Linked DNA regions of Athene noctua: region 1 is linked to region 2. Evidence: chromatin contacts called from public Hi-C data. All regions are on one chromosome and are shown on one strand. Each heading gives the region's core, a stretch centred on a gene start, on an enhancer-like site or on the middle of the called end of the contact. The rest is flanking DNA. Distances are from core to core; before and after follow the strand shown.

Region 1 (5,279 bases), core at 851-3,350, 270 kb after region 2:
CATTTCTCCAGAACATAACTGAGAACAGATACAACTTGCTCACTCTAAAGCTTCTAAAAGTTTTCTAATCCCTGATCACTTCTGCAATGCAATTCATATAAAGATTTAGGAGAACCAAAGCTTGGTAACATATTGAGTCTACTCAAAAGGAAGTGTGTATGTCTGATCCATCTGTGCAACACTGTAAAGGAACTACATTTAAATGTAAAAGGCCATGATATTTACAAAAATGCTTTGAAATCAAATTGCTTTTGTTGTATAGAAAAGTGGGATAATCACATTAGTACTATCAAGAAATACACTTTAGAAAACAAATGTTGATCCAGACAAAGGAATGATGCCTGTAAGCTAATGACTGATGGAGCTGATTTCCAATTTTTTAATTGAATCTGGGATAAAGGCTGCCTTGGAATATTTGTTTTGTGTCTCAGAAATAAATATTATCTCCAGCTGCACTTCAGTGAAAGACTTGATTTAGTCCAGAAGATCTCTCAAGTCAAGTCATCCAAAATGAAACTGTTAATTGTGGAAAATCAACCAAATTTATAATATGATACTTGAGGGGAAAAAAATTATCTGTAGTGCTTAGCCCCAGCCTGCTCCAATTTGGGTTCAGAACAGTTGATAGTTCTCTCACAAAGTATTTTATTTGAAGAGGAAAAAAAGCCCTAGAGCACGTGCAACTAGTCATATACTTGCAGGTAAATAAACACACACTGCACATGTAAAAACACTTAACAGAATGCTCCGGACTCTGCTTATCAACTGACACAGAAGAAAAATGGGCAGTTCCCCAGGATAAAGCGTATCATCTTTAGAGCGGGCTGGGTGAGACAGCACCCACTGAACGCCCTGGTAACAGAGGGGAGCCCCCATCTTGACCTGCTGAAGCATTATAAAGGGCCAAACCTATCTCTTTGGTTACATGCTGTACCACCTGGAGTGGGATCTATATAACCAAGGATGGGACCACAGGCAAACAGATTTCACAGCTTAACACAAATTAAATAAAAGACCCCCTGACATACCATTAAAAAATGTGATGTTAAATGTGACTCGTGTAGCAACCTGATTAGAACACAAACAAGCTCAGGATCTCCAGCAGAAAACGTAGGACAGCACATTGCAGCCCGTGGTGCCGATGGCAGAGGCCGGCTCTGATAATGCTGTCACACACGTCACTGAATTTCTGCGTTTTTCTGTTTGTCTGGTGTTCATAAGTGATCCGCATGACACACCACAGGGCTGGGCCCCATCCACCAGCAGCTCCACAGAAGAGTCTTCAGGTGACATTGGCCAAACAGCTGAAGGTATTTTGGCCTCTGACTTGGAGAGTTTTAACAAAAATAAGCATTTGGCCCTGTTTTGCTCAGAATCCACCTGTGTGGCTCGTGGCTGCTTTCATCACCACACCCCTCTCCTCACACAGCGCAGGGGGTGGATGCCAGAGGCTGTAAGGGGTAGGGCACGGAGCCATCTGAGTCTCATTAATGAGAACAAGCTTTCACCTCGGCTTCTTGGAGACTTCAGGCCCTTTTGACTGATTTCTGGGTGCTCTCCTTCCTGATTATTCTGAAAGGGGAAACATCAAGCGGACAAATGAACTTTGTGCCGACCGTTAAGCACATCTCACGAAGGAGCCTTATTCCACCAGGCTTTACAAACACCCGTTTCTTCTCCAATTCGTTTAAAACCTACTCGTGCCGCCGGGAAGCCACCTGACCGCCCGCCCTTCAGGGGCAGAGGCCTCCGGGGCCGTCCCGGCGACAAAATGGCGGGGGAAGGCGCTGGGGAGGCGGTGCGTGGCGCCGCTTGGCGGCAGAGCGCGAGCGGGGCGCGGGGCCGCGGCGTTGCCCCGGTAGCAATGGCGGCGGCGGCGCCGCGAGACCGGCGCGAGGGCGCGTTGAGCCCAACCGCTTCCCGTAGGCGCCGGCGAGGGGCGGAGCGAGCGCGCGGGAGGGGGGGGGAGGAACGCGGGAAGCGCCCCCAGCACGTGGTCAGCCGGTGGGGAGGGGGGGGACGCGAGGGGGTTGGCCCCGCCCCCTCGGCGCGGGCCGGGGGCCGCGGGCCAATGGGCGCGGCGGCCGGCGGAAGCGGGAGGGCGGGGCTGAGCGGTGCGCGGTGCGCGCGCTCCCCGCCGCCCCTTCCCGCCGGCCGCCGCAGTGGTCGGGCGCGTGTGCGCGGCGCCGTGCCCCGCCGTGCCCCCGCCCTGCCCTGCCCCGGCCCCACCGGCCTCCCCGCCCGGCCTTGTAAGGTAAGAGGGGCCGGCGGCGCCGCCGCTTGGGCACAGCGCCCGGGGCTGCGCGCCGCTGGGCCGCCGCGGGGAAGTGCGGGTGAGGCGCGGCGCGGGCGCTGCCGCCGCCACCGGAGGGAGGGGGGCTGTGGAGAGCCTGTGGGCCTCGGCACGTGGCGGGGCGCGCGGCGGCTCCCTGCCCGCCGGGCACGTGTGGCGGAGCGAGGCGGGCCCGCCCCGCCCCACCCCCGCCGCCGCCCCGGGGCGCCGCCATCGCGCTGCCCTCGCCGGGGGGGGGGTAGGGGGGTTGGTGCCTGGGTCGGGGTTCCTCGGCCTGGCCCTTCCCGCCGCCGGGGCTCTGAACCCGACGTTCTCGCTTGCGTGCAGCCCCCCCCACCCCCCCCTCCCTCCCCACCGCCATGGCCGACGAGCTGGACTTCACCACGGGCGATGCCGGCGCCTCCTTCACCTACCCCATGCAGTGCTCGGCGCTGCGGAAGAACGGCTTCGTGGTGCTCAAGGGGCGCCCCTGCAAGATCGTGGAGATGTCCACCTCCAAGACGGGCAAGCACGGCCACGCCAAGGTGAGCGGTCCCGGGCGGGCTCGGCGAGCCCCGGTCTGTCGCGCAGCCCTCAGCGTGTGCTCCTGCGGCCCCCGGCCCTCCGAGTGGCACCGCCGGTAGCTGCGCGGCTGGCCGGGAGGGAAGGGTGTCGCGTTTCGTTTCGCAGAGGGTTCTGTATCCTGCCTTTGCTTTTCTCGCAGCAGTGTCTCGCGTGTCTCTTCGCTCTAAAGCTGGCTCGAGGGTTTCCAGTAATGTCCGGCAGGAAGGGTTGAGGACAGGGGGTTGGGTTGTTATTTTTTTTTTTCTCCCAACTTGTTAAAAAAGCTTTAACGCTGGTAGTAATAAAACCTTTTTCTGTAGTGGGGGTAGAGTAAGTTCTGGAAGGGGGGACTGATGAAATCACTAGGGCGTGGTTGGATTGTGCTGTCGCTACCCACCAAAGCACTCTCGTGTCTGCCCGTGCTAGCAGACTCACTATCGCAGGGCTGGATTTAAGTGCTTACTAGAAGTGCCCGTGCTCAGTTACATAATCCAGCAGAGCTCAGCGAACAATCGTTACCTATGTGGGCCTGATCTGGCCCTGTTTTGCTAGCTTGCCTTGCTGCTTCTTTCCTTTTTTTCAGTACTGGAGTACCTTCCCCCTCCTGCGTCCCAGCAGGGACGTTCTTAGGCTGCTGTCTGAGCCTGCAGTCCTGCTGTCTGAGCCTGCAGTCCTGCTGCCTAAGCAGTTGGCTTATGCAGCTCTCCAGAGCTTGGACCAGGGCTAGACTCCCCCTTCATTCATTCAGCAACGCTTTATGGTGGATATATTAAAGTTTGGAGACAGATCTATTACAAGCACGGACTAACTAGATTTGAAAGTTAACACAACCTTGTAGAATACGTGTAGGTGGGTAAAGTATTTAAGATTTGACAAAGCTAGAGTGTACCAAGCCCTTGCCAGTTTTTTTTCTTTCTCTCTCCCCTTGTTTTTTTATGGCTTGTTTTATTAGACAGATCCAGTTTTCTTAAATACTGAAACAGTTGTAAGATTGGAGGGACCTGAGAAGAGCAGGCTATGAACTGGTAATCTAAGCTAACTGCAGCAGACAGTTGCTGCTGGCATAAAGGGAGGTGGGAGCTGTTTTAATCCCTGTGCATGACTGCTTCTTCTTTTCCCCTTAATCTTCGTGTTGTCACAGACACTTGTGTTTCTCAGAACAGCTCGAACTTGAAGTAAATGTTTTCTTAACTGCCGCATACTCTGAGCTCTAGCTTGTTGCTGTAAAACTCCAGAAGGTTGTGGCTGTGGAAGATAACAGTGGCTGCTCTTGGTTCTCATGTACTGTTTCTGTAGTGTGCTGTGAAAGGGTGAGAGAGGTCTCTCGGTGCTTGGGCTGCTTTCATACTGCAAGCGAAGGGTCTAGGCAGAATCAGGTATTACATGTGATCTTAGAAAACTGGAACCAGCAATACTGATGGCAGTGGCATCTTGCTTCTCTAGGACCCATAGTAGTAACTGCTGTTATTTTTCTTCTCTTACAGGTTCACTTGGTTGGTATTGATATCTTCACTGGTAAAAAATATGAAGATATTTGCCCATCCACTCATAACATGGATGTTCCAAATATCAAGAGGAATGATTATCAGGTGAGTTAACAGTCACCGTGTCCTCTCACACATTAAGAGGCTTTATACTCCTAATACCACATGCAAACTCTCTTCATCCCCAAACTTGCCTCTTGATTAATAAAGCACTATTGTCAGAATTAACAGAACTTGCCTGTCTAGACATGACATTGCTGAACTTGGAGCATTTACTGAATTGTTAAAACTGTTGGAGCACACTGCTGGAGAGCTCTTTACTGTAGTAACAACCTCATGTTATAGTAACACTCACTGGATTAGTGTTGCAGGCTAACTGGCAGTTTTCAAAATCACTGAGGTTTTAATTCCTTAATTGTAACTATTTTAACATTCCTGTGGGTTTCAGCTATGGATCTAAGAAACCAATCAGGTGTTACTAGTGGATATATTTTTATTTGCTTGAGCAAAACAGTGTTTGTCTGTATGACTGTGTTATAGTAACACTTCAGAAATTATAGGTAATAGACATAATTCAGGTCCACATTTTTTCTAGCTCATGTTGTAAGGTCGCTTCTTTATTCTTTGTGATACCGGCATCCTTTAGAATCTGGAGAGGTGATCCTTGATGCATGTTGTTATTAGTTAAAGGATAATCAAGATCTCACTTCAAGTAAATCTGAATCAAAGCATATATTATAATTTATAATTTCACCCTTACATAGGGTAGATGAATCAACAAGACAGTCTTAAACTGCATCTGATGCCAATTCTAACTTGCTACCATGCTTTCTGCTCCTTGTGTGGAAGCTGGCTTTAGTTGATCTCAAGTAATTTTGGTGCTTCTGAGCTCTACTCTGAAATATATGCACGGAGGGAACTTGGCAGGCTTCTGTAACTTCTGGAATGCCTTCTGTGAT
Region 2 (4,858 bases), core at 579-3,078:
GTGTCTGAGATGTCCCCTCCCCGTACCAACGCACGTGGAGAGGCGCGCAGGGACGGGAGATGAGGGGGTGCCTGCGGCAGGCAGAGGAAGCTGTGGAGTCAGCAGAGGTGAGGCTGGAGAAAACGGCAGAGATGGGGCGTCCTGGGCAGGTGGGTGCCTTGATGGACGCTCCCCGTGCTGTCTGTCCACTGATTCCATCCCGTATGTTGGCGTTAGCATGAAACCTCTCCACGGTGTGGGGTAACGTGTCCCTCTCAAGCACGGCTTTGCCAGCTCTTTGGGGTGGAAGGGTGATGCCAGTGATACAGGGGGACGTTTTGTATTTCCCATCGCCCCTGTTCTTTGGTGCAGAGCTCCACCCTGCTTTTCTCCGTTGCTTTGTTCTCTCATGACGCTGAGTGTTAGAAATGTCTGTGCTTTTTTCCTTGCTCAATACAGAAAGCACTGGTGAGCCACCCTGACTCACAGCTCTTCTTAGATGCTGAGTGGAGCAATGTTTGAGCTCAGCAGCGTGAGTTGAAGGAAGTTGCAATGCTACCGGGAACCCACCTCAAATTTCTGTTTGATTTTAAACATGAAGCACATCACTCAAGCTGTTTTCAACCATGTCATAGTAAATGCAGTGTAAAGGAGCTGAGGCGACGTGCTGCAGGTGTGCCCACAACCAAAACGGGTACTGCGCTGGTGGAGAATGTGGAGATGCTTCAATACTGCACTGCCACAACAGGGGTAGAGTCTGTCTCTGCATTAGCAGTGACCAAAGTCACGTTATTTACCTCATGTAGATTTGAGGACCATGGTTCGGTTCCTCACCGTTAAAAAAAAATCCTTTAAGGAAGAAAAATATCGTGATGGCCATATTGAAATCTTGCTGTAGAGCCAGAAGCGGGAACACTGAATTCCCTGGAAAAAGTCACCAAAATGTCCCCTGTACAGCTGCGGCGATGGAAGCTGTAGCACTGCAGACAGGTTTCAGGCATTTTACCAGCATGCCAGTATGTGAGACTGTTATAGCTGTTTAACGTATGGAGGGTTTTTGCTTCTCCGCTTGTCAGTTCAACACTTCTATAAGCAAAAACATTTTCCCTCTTGCTAAAAAATCTGCTCCTTTGCATATTAAAAAGGGCATATAGGAAGTAACATGAAAAATGCAGCATATGCAGGCGAGTACTGCTCAGATACAAACAATATGTGACCATAATTATTAGGTTGTCTTATCCTAAAAATAACATTGCACGTGTATTTAATTCATTGTTAATTTGCACTGACTTTTTCATTTGTTCCCCTCGCCAAATGCAATTTCTTGGCGGCGGTAAGCTGGCTTCTCCTTGTTGAAGTAACTGGGCTTCTGCGAGAAGAGTACAAAAGGGGAAAAACTGTGTTCCCTGGGAAAGCTGTATTTCCATGAGCGTGGAGCAAATCACTTTGAGTCCTTGGACTTGCAGGGCTGTGAAGTTGAAATTAAAAAAAAAAAAAAAAAAGCAGACTTTCTCCTCACTGTTAATGGATCATTTCTTGATTTTTTTTTTTTTTTTTCCCCTCCTTTAATAAGACGTACCCACCATAGAAAAAAGGGGCAGAACCCGCTAAACCACCCCGCCCTTTCCCTCCACCCTTCCTGCCGGTATCCCAGTCTCTCCTCAGCTGGGGGGAGTGGTTTCCCCTAATTATCCAGAGCCCATAGGCTGGAGTGCCTGGAGGTGGGTCACGCTCCCCGCTGCCGAGGGGGCCAGCCTCGATGCTGGAGCCCAGGGGCCGGCTGGGCGGTGCCGGGCTGCGGGGCCACGGCCGGGGCCGGGAGGGTGGGGTGGGTGGGAAGGAGGATGAAGAAGTAGAAGAAGAAGAAGACGACGACGACGGCGACGCGGTCGTGCCGGCCCTGACAGCGCCATGAGGCTCCCGCTTGCCCCGGGGCAGGAGGTTGGTAGGGAAAAGCTCCGGGGGGTTTGCGGGGCGGCGGGGGTGCGCTCCGCGGGGTGCGCCGGTTCCCTGCCGTGGCGGGGGGTGGCTTTGGGGCAGAAAAAGGCGGTTATTTAAGCACAGCACGGGTTTTTTTGTTTTCTTCGAGTTAAGTCCCTGCTCGGGCTCTTCGCTGAGGCTGGGCAGCAAACTTTGCCAAGGGGAGGTGTTTATCAGCCCCGTAGGACGTACTTGGGTTGATTTACTGATTTTTTGATGCCTTGCACCGGGTGGGTTTGGACCCGGTGAGCGCCGCGCCGGCCTGGAGTCAGCCGCGGGGGGTTGGGGGTGGGCGCTGGACATCTGCTGCGAACTTCTGCGTTGCTGAGATGTGTCTGGCTGGTGCGACTCCAGAGCCGTGTCTCTGCCCTGGCCCTTCCAGCAGCCGCAGTTTTGGGGTAAACTGGAGAGTTTCCCAACGTGTGCTGGTAGCTGGCTGCCACAACCCGTTCGGCCGAGCTCCCGGTTCCATTCCCTGCAGTGAAAGCCTTTTCTGCCTGGTGCTGTTTTTCTTTATTTGGCTCTTCCAGGGAAGCTCTTCCTTGCCCCAGATCTGCCCTGGGCAGACTCATGCCGGCGCAGCTCCGGTGCCTGTGGGAGTGTTTCCCCTGCGTGGTCCGGGCTGACACGGGCTCTCTGCACACAGCAGGACAAAACAAACTGTGTCCAGGTCTGCGTGATCTCCAGGTCCCTCCTTTAAGTAAATCTGCACGATGCCTCTGAAGCCATCGGCGTTGGGTGGCTGGCTGGGGGACGAACGCTGATAGTTTAACGGGGCGGGTGAAGCTCGGTTAGTTTGGGGTTTGGTTGGACGTGGTAAGTCATGGGATGTCACGGCCGGTGTGTCCATGGCTGCTGGGACAAATGCTCTCTGTTTGCAGCTCGGGGGGTGGGAGCTCTTTCTCGAGTGTCTTTAATCGCTTAAGAATTCACGTTTTCCTTCTCATGCCATCTCTGGCATTTGATAGCGTGAGCGCACGCCAGAGACTTGCAGATAACCGGGGAACTTAATTTCTGACCACCTCTTCCCATGACGCTCAGGAGTGTTAGCTCCCTGGCTTGGGTCTTGTGCCCAGATCCTGCCCAGCTTCGCCAGAAGTTGGGAAGCTCCAAATTTAAGCCCTGGGCTACCCTTCCTTTTCAGCTTGTCATTTGTCTGTGCTCTATTTACTGTGAAGATACAAAAAGCCCTTTCCTTCAGCATAAGTGTTCCCGTGCGATGCTGAGCGCTGCCCGAGGATGCTGGGATCCCTGATCCTTGCTCGGGGGATGGGTGCTGAGGCTGGTGCAGGATGGTCACCGCCAGCCCCCCTTGTACAACTGCTCTGCTCTGCCCTGTGCTCGCCTGGGGCTGAAAGGGGCGCTTTCTTCTTTCTTTGCTGTGAGATACCACCAAACACGTAAAATCAGTATTTTTTTTTGTGGCAGGGAAGTGTGTCTGGCCTTCCCTGGGGCTGGGGGTGCAGCATGTGGGAGACCTGCAGTGCCCACACCGCCGCAGTGTCCCCATCACCCGTCTTCATGTGGGGCTGAGCTGGCTGGGGGGGGGGCTGCCCCCAGTGCTGCCCTTCCTGCTGGTGAGGGGCAGCCCCAGGCTTGGTCAGAGCTTCCTGGGGGAGAAGGTTGAGGTTTATCAAAACAGGCTGGGGAGAAACCCAGATCCCTCTGAAAAGACCTATGAAAATTTACAGAGATTCCTGCAGACTCTGGTTCAGCTGATTCAATGGAAGTTTATCAAAAGGTGTGTCTGTTTAATTTTTATTTAGCTAAAATTTAACTTTCCCACTTGGAGAAGATTACAGGGTCTCACTTCAGTACTCATTTGCACGTTCCACTTTGTCCAGATACATAACATCTTCCTTTTCAGGATTATTAAAAATTAGTGTTGAGGCTCCAGTCTTACTGGAAAAGACTTAATTAAGTGAGTTCTCCTGGGGGCTCTCATGCTCTTTTTATGTTGAGAGGCTTGAACTTCTGCCACAAATAATGCTCTTGCTGGCAGGTGTCTCCTGACCTCTCACAGCTGAGGAAGAGTTTGCTGGGATTGGAATTGCAGCTTCTTTAAACTGCTGGAGATACTGCTTTACATATATAAATGAAATTCTAAGCGCTAGGTAGGTAATTGTTGCTGGTGAAATCATTCTTTCATGAAGTGGACTGAAATCCCATGCCTCACCTAGACATTTTTACTGCTTAATAGTAGCAAAGTTGTAAAGGCTTGTGTAACATTGTTATCCCCTGTAATTTATGGAGTGCTCTTTAGACTGCAGGTGTGTCTGCAGTAAAGGAAAGATCCCTTGTTTTACAGTGGGTCTGCTCTCCAGCACTGATTTGAGAAATCTCGTCCTTGATAAACCATGCAGAGAAGTGCAGTTGTGTCTCCTCTGTCTCTTAGACATGAACTGAACTTGGGTTTTTACAGTCATTCCTTTTCTGGTATTGATTTAAAGCAAGTTAGCAAATCTGCAGGGGAAGAAATGTCAAGGGAATGCATTTAATTGCCACTGTTGCCATAAATTTTATTCCCTTGAAATCATAAAGAAGATATTGGTTATTACTGTTTATACAAGCTTCTAGGTTTATCATCTCTACCTAGTGAATGTACCAAAGCAGAAATTCAGTCTCTGAAATAACCAAAGCCCCAGAGTACTGCAGCAACCCCCCCGTACTCTGTTATGAGAAGCACCTTTCTCTTGCCTTTGTTGCAAGCAGGTAATCCCTTAATTTTTCACTGGAGCAACTATTTTGCAGCAAATCACTTAAAAAATAATAAAGAAAAAGTTTGGGTGTGAATGAGCACAGTACAGCAGCCCTAAATCTGTGTAATGGAGCTGAGGAGTCAGTTTTGTTTTCTTCTGAGTGTTGGGTTGCCGGAGTGTACAGTATCAGTAAGTACCTG

What was found. Hi-C and Micro-C count contacts between places; a contact is called where the count stands out from the background.
Region 1: a Hi-C map of heart shows a contact between it and region 2, with 1.8 times the contacts expected there. The contact joins the promoter of EIF5A2 here to the promoter of PLD1 in region 2. A contact is called at or near these places in 2 of 2 Hi-C or Micro-C datasets (heart and liver).

What each region holds. Positions count from the first base shown.
Region 1 is chr8:24,416,524-24,421,802 of bAthNoc1.hap1.1, forward strand. EIF5A2 (eukaryotic translation initiation factor 5A2) reads left to right here and starts at 2,101. Exons shown (of 5, transcript XM_074912210.1): 1 at 2,101-2,254; 2 at 2,621-2,817; 3 at 4,321-4,425. The coding sequence starts at 2,653.
Region 2 is chr8:24,145,264-24,150,121 of bAthNoc1.hap1.1, forward strand. PLD1 (phospholipase D1) reads left to right here and starts at 1,829. Exons shown (of 26, transcript XM_074911679.1): 1 at 1,829-1,920.